2 separate regions of the Mus musculus genome follow, and region 1 is linked to region 2. The links are chromatin contacts, called in public HiChIP or PLAC-seq maps. All regions are on one chromosome and are shown on one strand. The core of a region is the stretch at or near the end of the contact, and the rest is flanking DNA. Distances in the headings are between cores, read along the strand shown.

Region 1 (7,028 bases), core at 2,736-5,235, 360 kb before region 2:
ATTTTCTCTAGTGAACACTTACTGCCATTACCAAGTAGGTGTGAGTGCGCGTTATCTGCTCCCTCTCTTATACACACATAGTTTACAGCTATAGATGGTAAATGTATGAAATTGCCAACACTGTACAGACAAAATCAAGTCCCAGAATTCCTAGAGTAATCTGCCCAGGGCCACATATTGTGAATGGCAGAATCTCCCTGATACCACATCTTTGACCACTATTCCCAAATGGAGGAAGACACAGCCTTGCCAAGATGGGGTGGTCTAGAAACTATTCAAGGGTACACACACACTCACCCCAGGCATTCTCAAGAGCCAGCCAAGTCTCCAAGGGATGCTTGGATGTCATCAAGCTTGCCTCTGCTTTCCCTCACTATGCCCTCAAACTCCCTGGACATCTCAGTGTGACCTACAAGTTTGGTTACTGACTCTCTGGCCCAGTGTTCAAGACCTGTCTACTCTTCTTACAGATTCTGGATCTGGCAGGGGACCCTCCTGACCTTGCAGCTCCAGGGACCCCCGAAGGAAACCAAAGCCTTCCAACTGAACTGGAAGGCTAAAAACAAAGTGCCTGCCTCTCCCTTCCAGAAGTTCACTCTAAGTGGACCCGTCTGGTGCAGAAACCGACTTTCCAGCATTTGTTTTAACTCCAGACTGCTGGTGAGGCGGTGCACACCTGTCTGCAATCCTAGCTACTTGGGAGGCTAAGGCAGGGACCGGGGTGGGGGTGGGGGGTGGAGGGTGGGAGGTGGAGAGTTCAAGGCCAGCTGAGGCTGCATAGTGAGTCCTCTGTAAGTGATTCCAAGCCTGAGACCAGCCCCGAGCAGGTGCCAGGAAACAAAGCTGGCAGGAATGCAGAGACCCTCAGGCCCCTCACGACTGAGAATCATCAAGCTTGCCCCCCATGTCCCAGGACCCAGCCCAGCGAGGGTACAGACCTGGGGGACAATAAATGAGAGGGAACAGGGATTCCAGATGTGGTCTACACCTCTGTGATCAGAGGTGGTAAATGCCCTCCTTGTGCCCCCTCATCTTGTCCTTACCCGGTCCTAATGAGGGGATCCGGAAGACATAAGAAAACTGAGGCTCAGGCAAAGGCTCAAATTTTCCTGGAACCATCCTCTCTCAAGCTCTGCCAAACAGCGGGTTTCCCACTCTCCTCCAAGGCTAGGAGGGATGACATTCCTCTGCCATGTGACAGATGAAGAGCCTGGGCTCAGGGCTGAGGACCATAGGTGGAACCTGCTCCCAGTCAGGACAGCACCCCAGGGTATTATTGACCTGAGGTGACTCTGCCTATCACCAGTGAGCTTCGAATCTGACTGGAAGATTTCAGGTCCCCTCTTCCTCCCAGGGGCCATCTTCTGAGGGCACTTGAGACTATCTCGAAAGACCCTGAGCTGGACCCTGGAAGCTCCTGATAGGCCTCTGCCTGTGGCAGGAAGCCTGGATTCCACCACACTCTTGGCCCTCTGCTGGGGAGCGGAACACCAGTACCACCCCTCACACATGGTGGGGAGGAGCCCTCCTCTCCCGGGCAGCTTTGATAGGGTGTGGGGCATGGGGTCACAAGCATCCCTGGGATAGAGTCAGGAATGGAGGGTTAGCCCCTCCCCTCTAGCTGCCAGCTGGGAGAGAAACAGATGGTAGTTCTGGCCCTCCTGGTCACCCTGACGTCTCCAAGGCCTGATGTCTTCTCACACGCACGCGCACACACACACTTTCCTATCTCTACTCTGTAGAGAAAATGGGGGCGGGGAGGGTTTACTGTCCCTTTCTGGGAAAAAACAAAAACAAAAACAAAAAACTGGTCCCTATGGCCTAAAACAAGGCAGAAGGTATCCCGATTGCCAGCCTGCTGCTCATTGATGTCTTGTTCACAGGGGGAATCCCTCAGCCAACACACAATCTTTCCCCTGCCCGCCTCAGCACCACCTCTCAGCAGGTAGGTAGGCAGGGTCCAACCAAGCATTCAGGAGAACCTGTACAGAGTGGAGGAGAGACAAGGAGAGAGTGCAAACCAGGTGTGGTCCTTTATAGACCCCCCACACACACACTCACACCCCTTCTGGCAGCTGGGCCCAAGAGGGTAGTGGCAGGGGACTAGAGAGGGGACCGGCTGTGAGACCACCACTCGTGGCCAGCTTTCTAAGCCTGAGCCCACTCTCCCCCTCCCCCACAGCACTCCTCTATGCCTCAAGGGGTCTCAGGCTCAGCCACAGACACACAGAGAGCAGGGAGGACCTTCCCTCCAAGAGGAGGGACCAAAGAGTGGAGGGATGAACAGGGACCCACCGGGAGAGAGATGCCAGGCAGGCGGGCAGCGGGCAGACAGCAGTTGGAGACCGCTGCAGGGAAGCCGGGGAGGCCGGATGCTTGCTGCTCCGTCCCTCTGTCCATCCAAGGCGGCTTCTCTCCGGGCGGTTCTGAGGCCGGGCGGGCGCTGTTAAAAAGCTTTTTATGTGTGTGTGTGTGTTAATCACATGATTGCCGTTCACCTGTATTTCGAACAAAGACAGCTCACTGTTTCAAGGCCCCGAACAAGAGTCTGGGCACAGGGAAGAGAAGGGAGGCGGGGGGGAGGAGGGTTGGCAGCGCCGGGGGTGGCGTCGAGGAAAACTGGGGGGAGATTGTCCAAGGCCAGCGAGCGAGAGAAAGAGAAAACCCTTATCAAACTCCTAATTCACTGGGCTCTGCAGCCCCAGACACACTGGCCCAATTGTCTGGCTGGTTGTGTGTGCGCAAGCATGTGTGAGTGTGTGTTACCAATGTCTGCCACCCCCTCGACATGCCTTTGCCCTATGTGACTATCTCTTTGTGTCCCCACTATCCACCCTGGGGCCCTCCCAATCATTGAGGCCTTGATTCTCCAGACCCCAGTTCCAGCTCGACTCCAGAAGGTACCTGTTTGGTGTGGGCCTAGGGCCTTACCTAGCTAAGTGGGACAGAGAAGCCACACACTGTCAGTGGGGTGGCCCATGCTCCTCTGTTTGTCCCTCCGTGGGCACCCCAGTTCCGCCTAGCCACTCAACCAGGAAAGGGTGCCTTCACTGAGAAGAGAAAAGGACACTAACTAGGCTGTAGAGGTGAGACCAAGGATAGGAGCCCTGGGGCAACGGGAGGAAGAACAAAGAATCGGCTTGAGGGGCAGAAAGGGGGCGGGGGCTGTGAGAGCCAGGGCAGTTCCTGTCTTTTCTCAGTGTGGGAGAGTAAGGGACTTCACATCCAGACATCCAGGACTGGGTCTCCTTTCCAGGGAGAGGAAGAGCCCTTCATGGAAGTGAGAGACACCCCCTCCCCAAAGTCCCCCTCACCCTTCTTGAAGAGTAGGGCACTCTCACCCTGCCTCAGCCTCCTGTGTCTCTCTCTATCCTGGGCCAGTCCAGCCTTCTGGATGCTAGGATCTTAGAGAGAAGGGATCACGGATTGAATCTGGGGGTTGTATGTGTACAGGGCAAAGGTTATCCAGCTGCGGTCCTGGGGGGCTTGGCTTGGGTCAGCTGTGTTGGAGAGGACAGGAGAAGGCGAGGGTCTGATACCTACTGCAGGCTGCGGTGCCTAGCACACAGTGGGACTCAGTGGGATTTCTCAAATGAAGCAACACAGGCCACGACCCTTTCAAGTTATCCACTCTCCTCACACCTCTCTCCAGTCCTTTGTCAACTGTCCATGCCACCACCTGTGGCAATGGTTTAGGGTCCCAGGCAACAGGTTCTGACTGTGCCACCTGTATCTCTCCCTTCCCAGACCTAAAATATCCCCATGCTCACACCAGATGCCAAACCCAAGCTGAGTCCAGGGAGACGGGCCTAGGCAGCAGTGCGGGTCACAGGGCTGGGGTTGGGGGGGGGGGGGCTGGGCAGAGTGGAGGCGTCCTGGGTGTTGGGGATGAAGGCAGCGCTGGAGGCTCCACCTTCTGCCCTTCCCTCCCTCCTTTCCCCCTCCCCTCCCCCTCCTTCCTTCCCCAGCCGTCTGCAGCGGCTCAGTCAGTCTCGGCTGTCCAGCCAGGGTGTTTGGTGGTGAGGATTCAGGCTCCGTCCAGACAAGGCAGTGGCCTGAGGCTCAGGGCCCCCCAGCCCCTCCCTCCCAGTCCATCAGCGTCACTCCCCAGCCCCGAGCTGGACCGCACACCTTGGGACACGGTTTTCCACTTCCTCAGGACGAGCCCCAGACTGGAGGAGAGGTCGGAGGAGGTGAGTGCGCACTGCGCCCCTGGGCCCGGAGTGCCAACCGGGGGTCTGGGTCACCCCTGCTTTGCGATGGGAGAGTCTGACACCCTGCAGGCAGGCCTGCGTCCCCCCATTCTGCTCCCCTAGGCTGTCAGAGCAGACGAGGGGAAAGAGAGGTGAGCGAAAAGGTGGGAAATTCCAGGGGCCCGGATTAGAGCCGAATAAAGGGTCCGTTTTTCTTCCTTTCCATCAACAAACCTCCACCCAAAAGGAGGTTTAGGGGAAAAAAACGAAAAAAAAAAAAAAAAAAAAACACCCACACCTAGAGACGGTTGGGATCAGGGGGTGGGAAGACGTGGAGGCGGGACGCACCCACCTAGGGTCTGGCATGTGCACGCGCCCAGGCCCGAGTGGGTTTAGCGCAGGCAGGGAGAGTCGCCACTTCGGGGCTGCACCCGCGTGCCGGGAGTGGCGCCCAGCGCCTCTCCATCGCGCCCTCCTTCCCGTCCAGGTGGGCGTTGGGCTCTTCACGAGGACCCCGGCGGCGGGCCCGGGGGAGGCGGCCGAAGCGGCGGCGGCCGGGAGCGACATGGCCGAGGAACAAGACCTATCAGAGGTGGAGCTGAGCCCTGTGGGCTCGGAGGAACCCCGCTGCCTGTCCCCAGGCAGCGCGCCGTCGCTGGGACCCGACGGCGGCGGCGGTGGCTCGGGCTTGCGAGCCAGCCCGGGGCCCGGTGAACTGGGCAAGGTCAAGAAGGAACAGCAGGACGGCGAGGCGGACGATGACAAGTTCCCCGTGTGCATCCGCGAGGCGGTCAGCCAGGTGCTCAGCGGCTACGACTGGACGCTGGTGCCCATGCCCGTGCGCGTCAACGGTGCCAGCAAGAGCAAGCCGCACGTCAAGAGGCCCATGAACGCCTTCATGGTGTGGGCACAGGCGGCACGCAGAAAGCTAGCCGACCAGTACCCTCACCTCCACAATGCTGAGCTCAGCAAGACACTAGGCAAGCTCTGGAGGTGAGCGCTGCCCCGGCCCAACACCCCCCTCGTGCGCGCGCACTAGGGCTAGCCTGGGACCCCAGAACAGGATCGCCCAGGCCTCTCTCTCAGGGGAGACCAACCTATGGAAGTTTGGTCTCTTGGAAGACCAGATTTGGAGATCTCGCCCACCCATCTACCCAAAGTGCCTCTGTGGGGGGCTCCTCTGGCTGCCCACTCTGGAACTCAGAACCCCAGCGGCCTAGGCTGGGCCTCCCCACCCTGGGACGGCGGGCGGGAAGGCGCCCCCTCGTGGTTGGAATTCTGTGGGTGGTGGGCAGGGAAGGCAACATGGGGGTGTGGGGGAAAGCTTCACACCAGACCTCCACTAGATCGCACATTCACAGTGTGCCGCTGCCACCCGTTTGTGGGGTCGGGAGTGTGGGGGAAACTTTGGGAGAGAGCTGGTCTAGCTGTAGATGCCGGGGGTACGGAAGCAACCAGATGGAGAGCCTGGGTCAGGGTGAGGAGGGCTCTGCAAGGAAAACAAGGAACCCAGAGAAAGCAGAGTGAAGAACTTCCATCTCCGCTCCCACAGTGTCTCTCCTGTTCCAGCTGCCCTGGGGAACCTTCCTGACTCCAGTGTCTAGACTGAGAGCTTCTTTATCCCCAGGAGAGGGCACACAAAAAGAGGCCTTCCCCTCCAGCTGTGGCCCTGAGCTACCAAGCTCTTCACTCCTTTCTCCAGCGCCATCTTCCCTCCCTGGGCTCCACCCAATGGTTGAGCAACCTCTTCCCCACGCTCAAGAACTGGGGCTGAGCACCCTCGCCAGGAGGAAGCCTGCTTCCTGCCATGGTCCCAAGGAGCCCCAGGCTGCCTAGGCTGACCTCGGGGCTCTATGGCAACATTTTCCCAGGGACTAATTTTGACCCTCGTGCTCTCCTGGCCCAGTTGCAGATACGTGGGGCTCCCTGACTCACCGCAGGCACCCTGGGCCAAGCCCAAAAGGAACAAGGGCTCCAGCAGATGCTAGGCTTGCTGAGGTCACCTGATTCCCCACTGGACTGTACAGGAGAAAGGCCCAAGAGAGAGACATGGCTTGGGTCAGTCAGCGACAGAACCAGGGCCAGAGACCAGTCACCAACCTTCTCAGGTTATCCCCGCATTATCCCTAGTGGCTGCATTGGGTCCCACTTTACTCTCTGGAGTGGTGGGGCTGAGCAGAGGACAGGAGAGTGGAGGCCTCTATACTTGAGGAGACTTGGGGGGTCTGTGAAAAGGGCTGGCTCCTTCCACTTTGCAGGCTCTGTATGAAGGCCATATCAGACTTGAAGCGGTAGGAGCAATTGGCTCCCTGAGAACAGAGGGGTCGGTAAGCAGCCTCCTGGTCTGCACTGGCCATGTACTTGTTGAAGGTCCGGCACCCCTCCCCCAGCCCTTACCCCGCAACTCTGACAGGCAGTAGCTGGACAGCCAGAGTCCGGCTCTGCTCCAGAACAGCAATGGCAGCTAGCTCCTTTGCCTGAGGTTCCTCTAGGTGTGTACCACTCTCCCTCTACCACCTGTTGTCAAGAGTTTAAGGAGTCTTTCCACTGCCCCTGTCCCATTTTCACTTAGAACCCTTACCTGAGTCCCCTTCAGGCTGACTTGTCCCTAGCTACCACTCAGACAGCAGGGGGCAGGGAAGGCAGCAGAGCCCTACTGGCTGAGGATCCAGCCCCAGGAGGTGGCAAAACAATGCCAAGGAGCCAGGCTGGTTACCTGGGCTCTGCCTGGGGGTCCTTGGAGACACTTGAATGTGACCTGGGCTGGCCAGGGATCTAAACACAGTTGTCCCAAGCTCCAGGGATCTAAACACAGTTGTCCCAAGCTCCAGGGAT
Region 2 (6,918 bases), core at 1,228-3,727:
TGGCCAGGTACCTGGGGACTCAGATCTCTGTCTCTCTCTGCCTTGCTTTCTTGGCACAGTGACAGGGAGAAGAATAATGGAGCAGAAGCCACAAGAAGACAGTATTGGAAGGGATGCTCAATGATAACCATCTGCCCTCCATGCTGGGAGCACCTAGGGACAGCAGACCGGGCAGGGGCATTTGTTGACAATGGAGATGTGGGTGTCCTGCTGATTACTGCCTGCTGCCAGGCTCCATAGCCACATAGGCAAGTGTGTGTGTGTGTGCATGTAAGTGTGTTTATAAATGCAACTGTGTTTGGACCATGTATGTGCATGTAAGAGTGCTATGTAATTGTGTATGTATGATTATGTCTATGTGTTGGTGTGTACCTGTATAACTGTGTGTGTCTATGAGTGTATCTGTTAGGTTGTCTGTGTATGTGTGTAAAACTGTGCTTGTGCCTTTGAGTGTGTCTGTGTAACCACGTGTGTCCATATAAATGTGTGTGCCTGTGTGTGTGCGCCTGTGAGTGAGTAAACACGGCATGTGTGTAAGCATGTATGATGTGTTTGTAGCCCTGTATATGTGTGCATCTTGGTGTGTCTGTGACTAGTAATGCATCTGTGTCCACGTGAGTGTGTCTGTGAAACCAAGTGTGTGCCTGGGAGTAAGTGTATGACCACGTGTGCACATGTGAGGTGTTTCAGGATCTCTATAGCTTCTTTAAGAGCAGGCTCTGGGACCTGCTGTGACTCTGTGACACCACGCCCCCCCCCCCCCCCCCCAAAGTCTGTTAGCTTACAAGCTAATTCCTAGTTTCAGTGCCAGATTCCTGGCCCTGGTTTTGCCTCTGATGAGAGAATAATTAACTAAAGACTCATTTTCCAGGGTTTCCTTCCCATTATCCCGGCCAAGAAAAAATATTCACAGGGCTGCGGTAGGGTGGAGCGGCTCTTTGAGGGAGGAGCTGCTCCCTGTGAGAGCCAGAGTCAGGGTATCAGGGTCAGCAGAGGAGAGGCGATCCTTGGGAGGGAGCCTAGTGTGAACCGAGCCTGGGGAGGGGAGAGAGGCCAGGGCGGATCCAGTGTGTGGCAAGTTCTTGCTCTCTCTGGGCCCCTGCTTCCTCCTTTGTAAAGGGATAGGTTTGCATTAGAATTCAGTCCTTTCTACAGAGCTGCTTCTGCAGGTGAACTGGTGATACTCCAAACAAAACCAAGTCAGCAAAAGTCTGTGGTTCTTCAAGGCTGGGAAAGGAACTAGGTTATGTAGGTAAACTAGTTTCTTTACTGCAGGGGCTGTTCAGGGGTTGTGGTCAACCTTGTTTCCTTGGGTGAGTGATGCATCTAATTCGGAAAGTATGGGTGGCTTTGGGGACCTACACATCTTTCCAGATCCTCTGTGTCCTCTTAACCCTGTTCTCGCCACCCCGAGGGCACTTTCCAGTGCCCAGAGAGCTTCTAGCATGTGACTACAGGACCTTATTGTGGGAGTATTAGTCTCCAAGGCAGAAGGGAGTTTTGACGCTGCCTTTTCAAATGTAATTGATTTTAACCACACTCCCTCCCACCCCGCAGGAACGGCCATTTAGAAATGCAAGCATCCTGGTCCCCGTGTGCCATCAACTTGACTCAGGAATGAAAGTGCAGTCAGTCTGGACACTTGCAGGGACTGACTCCCTTCTTTGGAAAGGTGCCCATGACCCCTCCCCTCTGCTGCCCACACAGGCTGTCCTGGGCTTGGTGAAAGATGTGAGCTCTTGGCAGCGTGTTCGGGAACACTGAGACTGTGGAGGGGCAATTGTCCAGGTCACCGGCAGATAAGAGGCCTAGCTGGGAACAGGATGCAAATGAATGCAAAGCTGAGACACACACAGAGAGAGACTCACAGCTGACCGGGGCTTTCAAGTGCCTAGGCACAGGGTGTTTGTGGGAGGGAGAGGCACGTGAGTAGTCTGTCTCCGGTCGAAGTCCTGCTCAACACTTGTAAGGCCATTATCCCAGAACATGGACACGTGTGAAAGTTCTGCTAGCTTCTGAGGCCCTGTCCCACACTTTGCAGATATTTCCTGAAAGACAGATATGTATTATGTGACTTTCAGCAGAGTGAATATACCTACCATGCGAGTTTAAGTGGGAATGATGGGGCTCTGTATATGAGGTCCGAGCCCAGAGCTCGCTAAGTTGGTGTGACCTGTTGACTTCAGGGCGTGTGTGGCTAGTGGAGCGGACACTTGTCGCGTTCAGGGTTCCGGGTGGCCAGCTGCACCGGGAGTCGGGCTTGTAGAGGGTGCAGGCTGGTGTTGTGCTCATGGTGGGGGACAAGGTGAGCAGCAGCGGCGGCAGTGGCCCTGGCGGTGGCGCGCGGGGTGTGGGCGCGCGCGTGGCGGCTCCGCCCCGTCGGGGGCCGGGCAGGTGTGGGAGGGCCGTGCGGACCCCGCCAGGACTGGCCCGGAGAGCCGGCGGGAAACAGGAAGCGGGGGTGGGGGGTGGGGAGGCGCGGCTGGCCCGCAGAGCGGCCGGGAGGACGACCGGAGCGCAGCGGGTCGCGGGCAATGTTGGGTGGCCCGGGAGGCCGCCGGGCTGGGGGCGGAGCCAATGACCCCGAAGGCACCGCCCCGTCGCGCCTCCGGAGCCGTCGGCCGAGCACAGAGCCGGGAGCTCAGGGCAGCTGCAGCGCCCGTGGTGAGTGCGGGGAGGACACGGGCGGGACAGCAGCGTGGGGACGTGAAAGGACGCCGACGGGACGCCCGGGAGGACGCGGGCGTGACCTCTCGGGGACCCGGGAGGGTGCAGGCAGAGCAGCTTGGGATCCCGGGAAGACGGAGCCCGACAGCGCCGGGACCCGCGGGCGACGCCCAGGTGCGGTGACCGCGGCTCCGTGCCCACCGTGCTTGTCGCCCGCAGGCTCGGAGGACGCGGCCATGCAGGGCCGGGCGGACGCGGGCGAGGCTGACGAGGAGGCTGGGGCGGGTTCGGGGTCGGAGGCCGAAGAGGACGCGCTGTGGGAGCGGATCGAGGGCGTCCGGCACCGACTGACGCGCGCCCTGAATCCGGCCAAGCTCACGCCGTATCTGCGCCAGTGCCGCGTCCTGGACGAACAGGACGAGGAGGAGGTGCTCAGCACCTACCGTTTCCCGTGCCGCGCTAACCGTACCGGTGAGCCCGCCGCCAGGGGTTTCCTCTCCCTTCCTAGGCCCGCTCCAGAGCAGACAGCTGGATGTGGTTGCCGGTGCCGATGGCGACCCCTGTGGGATCTTTACTGTGCTCTTTGACCTCTCTGGTTCTCTCTGTCCCATTTGTGTATCCCTTAAAGAATCAGTTTTTCTCAAGAGCTCAAATCCGGGCTCAGTTCTCCGAGGCTCCTCTCCCACTGGGCGTCTTTGTACCAGGACTGTCAGAGGGACTAAAAGTATCAGGGAACTTAAGTCAATGAGAGCATTTTGCCTGGGAAACGCAGGCATCCGATGCCCCCGGGCATGCGTAACGTGTGTGTGTGTGTGTGTGTGTGTGTGTGTGTGTGTGTGTGTGTGTGTGTGTGTGTGTAGGGGTTGCTGGGGACCTGCTCCAGTGCAGGTGCTCTGGGGAGGGTCTGGTGTTCCTAGCCAGGGCAGACTGAGCTTTGCTCCCTGATGTGTTGGGACAGGCCCCGGTGTGTGTCACAGCCCAAAAATCTGGGGAACGTAGGCCCTGGAGCATTGTCGGGGTGGAGAGCAGGGGCACTGGGGGAAGACCTCATCCTGACCCCTGTCACAACCTTTACCCTCAGGGCGCCTCATAGACATTTTACGCTGCCGGGGCAAGAGGGGCTTCGAGGCCTTCCTGGAAGCCCTGGAATTCTACTACCCAGAACACTTCACGCTGCTCACTGGCCAGGAACCTGCCCAACGCTGCTCCATGATCCTTGGTGAGCAATCTCAGTGGGTGCCCCATCCTTGCCACCAGAGCAGAATTTTCTTACCCCAACTGCACTGGGGGTGGTGGTGTCTGTTTTCACTATACCCATTGGACAGATGAAGAAACTGAGGCACCAACTGCAGAAGTTTACCCAGGGCCCCAGAGTTCAGAGTCCATGTGCTTAACATGACTCTCTCTCTCTAATCATCTTTATGAATGGTATGGCTAGTTTCTCATGTAAACGTTCAAGAATAAATGAGATGGCTTAGTGGATAAAGAAGCAAGCCTGGCCACCTGAGTTCACTCCCCGGGACCCACACAGTAGGAGAGAACCAACTCCTGAAAGTTGTGCATAGATGCTTTCCTTCCCCCGAGTAAATAGATAGATAGATAGATAGATAGATAGATAGATAAGTAAATGAATAAATAAATAGAAATGTAAGTTCAGGGTGGTGGTACTCGCCTGTAATACCACTCAGGAGGCAGAGGCAGGACCAGGTTTAAGGCCAGCCCAGGCTACATAGAGAGTGATAAGCAAGCCAGTTTTGATACATATCTAGACCTTGTGAGTTTTGTTTTTTGCGGTCAGTGGACAAGGCTGCTTGTCCCTAGCAGTTACTCGGGATCTGATTCCACTTGTTTGAAGAGACAGCATAGGTAATGTGTCGCGAACCTGTCTCATAACTCATTGGTGGAGTCCCTTGAGGGTGGACAAGCAGATCCTTTCAGGTTTTGTGACATTCTCTCCTCCCCGGGGGCAGCTCTGCTCTGTTCTCCTCTGAGCTGGGAGTTTCTGAAGTGGAGACTCTCAAGGAATGTATACACTGTAAGTGTCTTATGACCACAGCTCCCCCCAGCAGAGCCTGTGGGTCTGCTTTGCTTTATGAATCCCTAGCCTGATCTTGAAACATTTTTGCCAGGTAGTTCTGTAAAAATCAGGTTTCAAGTTTGCATCTTCTGGGTTTTTTTTTTTTTGTCTGTTTTTTGTTTTGTTTTGTTATTTTAGAAACAAGGTTTCTCTGTGTAGCCCTGGCTGTCCTAGAACCCCCTCCATAGACCAGGCTGGCCTCAAACTCAGAGATCTGCCTCCCAAGTGATGGGGTGAAAGGTGTTTGTCACCACAGCCCAGCCAGCTCTGTATCTTCCTAAGTGATGTAGTTCATAGCTTACTACTTAGTGAACAGTAGGTAAACAGATGGGTAGAGTGTGTTTACTATCCAGTGTCACGAAGTTTAAATAAGTTGATACAGTGTCTAGTATAAAGAAGGAAGCTAAGGAACATTAGTTACTGGTATTACTGGCATTGCTGTTCGATGAAACATTAGTTTGGTTTTCTTGTTGTTTTGTAGGAACTCTTTATGTATTACGGTTTTGAGTCCCATTATAGTTTTTTTTCCTATAGTTTTTGATTGTTTGCTTGTCCCTTAACATTGTTACCTCTTTTACTATAAAACTTTTCAAGAGTTTTGTTTTGCTTTTGGATTTTGAGACAGGGTTTCTCTGTAAAGCCCTGGCTACCCAGGAACTTGCTCTGTAGAGCAGGTTGGCTTCAAATGTAAAGGTCTACCTGCTTCTGCTTCAGTGCTGGGTTTGAGGGCGTGCGCCACTGCTGCCTGGCTGGGTCAGCTTGTTTCTCTTGTTGTTGTTGTTGTTGTTGTTGTTGTTGCCTGGCTGGGTCAGCTTGTTTCTCTTGTTGTTGTTGTTGTTGTTGTTGTTGTTGTTGTTGTTGTTGTTGTTGTTCTTCTTCTTCTTCTTCTTCTTCTTCTTCTTCTTCTTCTTCTTCTTCTTCTTTCCTTCTTCTACTCCTTCTTTTTAAAAATTTTTTAAAAGATTTATTTATTTATTTTATGTATATGAACACATTGTCACTGTCTTCAGACATACCAGATGTGAACTACCATGTGGTTGCTGGGATTTGAACTCAGGACCTCTGGAAGAGCAGTTGGTGCTCTTAACCACTGAGCCATCTCTCCATCTCTCTCTCCTCTCTTTTACTTTTTAAACTTTATTTTAATACAGATGTGTCCACCTTTTTCTCTCATAACTCCCAGATTTTATGTCTTGTGTGAGAAGACTTCCCCTGTCCAACAATGGCAAAAATACCTTCCAGAATTTTCCTCCAGTGCTATTACTGTTTTTGAGTTTTTCTGTGTAGTCCAGCGGCTCTCTGGATTTTATTTGACCCTTCTGAATATTCTTTTTTCCTCCCCTGACCTGGCAGATGAGGAGGGTCCCGAGGGCCTGACTCAGTTCTTGATGACTGAGGTCCGGAGGCTTCGGGAAGCTCGGAAGAGCCAATTGCACCGAGAGCAGCAACTGCAGGCCCGGGGCCGGGCCCTGGAGGAGGAGCGGGCAGGGCTAGAGCAGAGGCTTCGGGAGCAGCAGCAGGCACAGGAGCGCTGCCAGCGACTGCGGGAGGACTGGGAGGCTGGCAGCCTGGAGCTGCTGCGCCTCAAGGATGAGAACTACATGATCGCCATGCGCCTGGCTCAGCTCAGCGAGGAGAAGAATTCGGCTGTGCTGCGCAGCCGAGACCTGCAGCTGGCGGTAGGCCCAGGAGAGACGGTGGGGTGGAGAAGTGGGGGGGGGGGGGGGGAGGGGATGTTAACATGATTATCAATACATGTGTCAGAATTACCATCCACTCGGTTGTGACTGCTAATCAATCCCTCTACTCAGGGAGACACCCCCACAAAGCTCCTGGCCGTTCTGGGAAGAGTTTTATTTTATTGCTTTTTTTTTTTTTTTTTTTTTTGAGACAGGGTCTCAGGTATCCCAAGTTGTCCATAAGCTCGATATGTAGCTGAGGATAGCCCTGAACTTCTGATCCTCCTGTTTCTACCTTACAAATGCTGGGCTTACAGCTGTCTTGTTCTGCTAGGAACCCCAGAGCTTTGTGCCTGCTACGCAAGCACTGTAACCGACTGAGGCATACCCCTAAGCTCTGGGAACAGTTTTGGTTGTCACAACTAGGATGGTGACATTAGCGTTCAGTAAGTAGAGGCCAAGGATGCTACCACGGTTCCTCCCGTGCCCAGGATA

What was found. HiChIP or PLAC-seq counts read pairs in DNA pulled down with a chosen protein or histone mark.
Region 1: an H3K4me3 HiChIP or PLAC-seq map of embryonic stem cells shows a contact between it and region 2, with 10 read pairs. The contact joins the promoter of Sox10 here to the promoter of Card10 in region 2. A contact is called at or near these places in 2 of 115 datasets of contacts at active chromatin or transcription factors (embryonic stem cells and pancreatic cancer cells).

The regions. Positions count from the first base shown.
Region 1 is chr15:79,161,447-79,168,474 of GRCm38.p6, reverse strand. It overlaps Sox10 (SRY (sex determining region Y)-box 10), which reads left to right and starts at 3,985. Exons shown (of 4, transcript NM_011437.1): 1 at 3,985-4,193; 2 at 4,681-5,186. The coding sequence starts at 4,759. It overlaps Gm10863 (predicted gene 10863), which reads right to left and starts at 2,409. Exons shown (of 5, transcript NR_029470.1): 1 at 2,296-2,409. RefSeq lists enhancers at 1,934-2,780, 2,254-2,944, 3,470-4,128.
Region 2 is chr15:78,798,601-78,805,518 of GRCm38.p6, reverse strand. It overlaps Card10 (caspase recruitment domain family, member 10), which reads left to right and starts at 2,477. Exons shown (of 21, transcript NM_130859.2): 1 at 2,477-2,664; 2 at 2,887-3,138; 3 at 3,749-3,886; 4 at 6,098-6,423. The coding sequence starts at 2,535.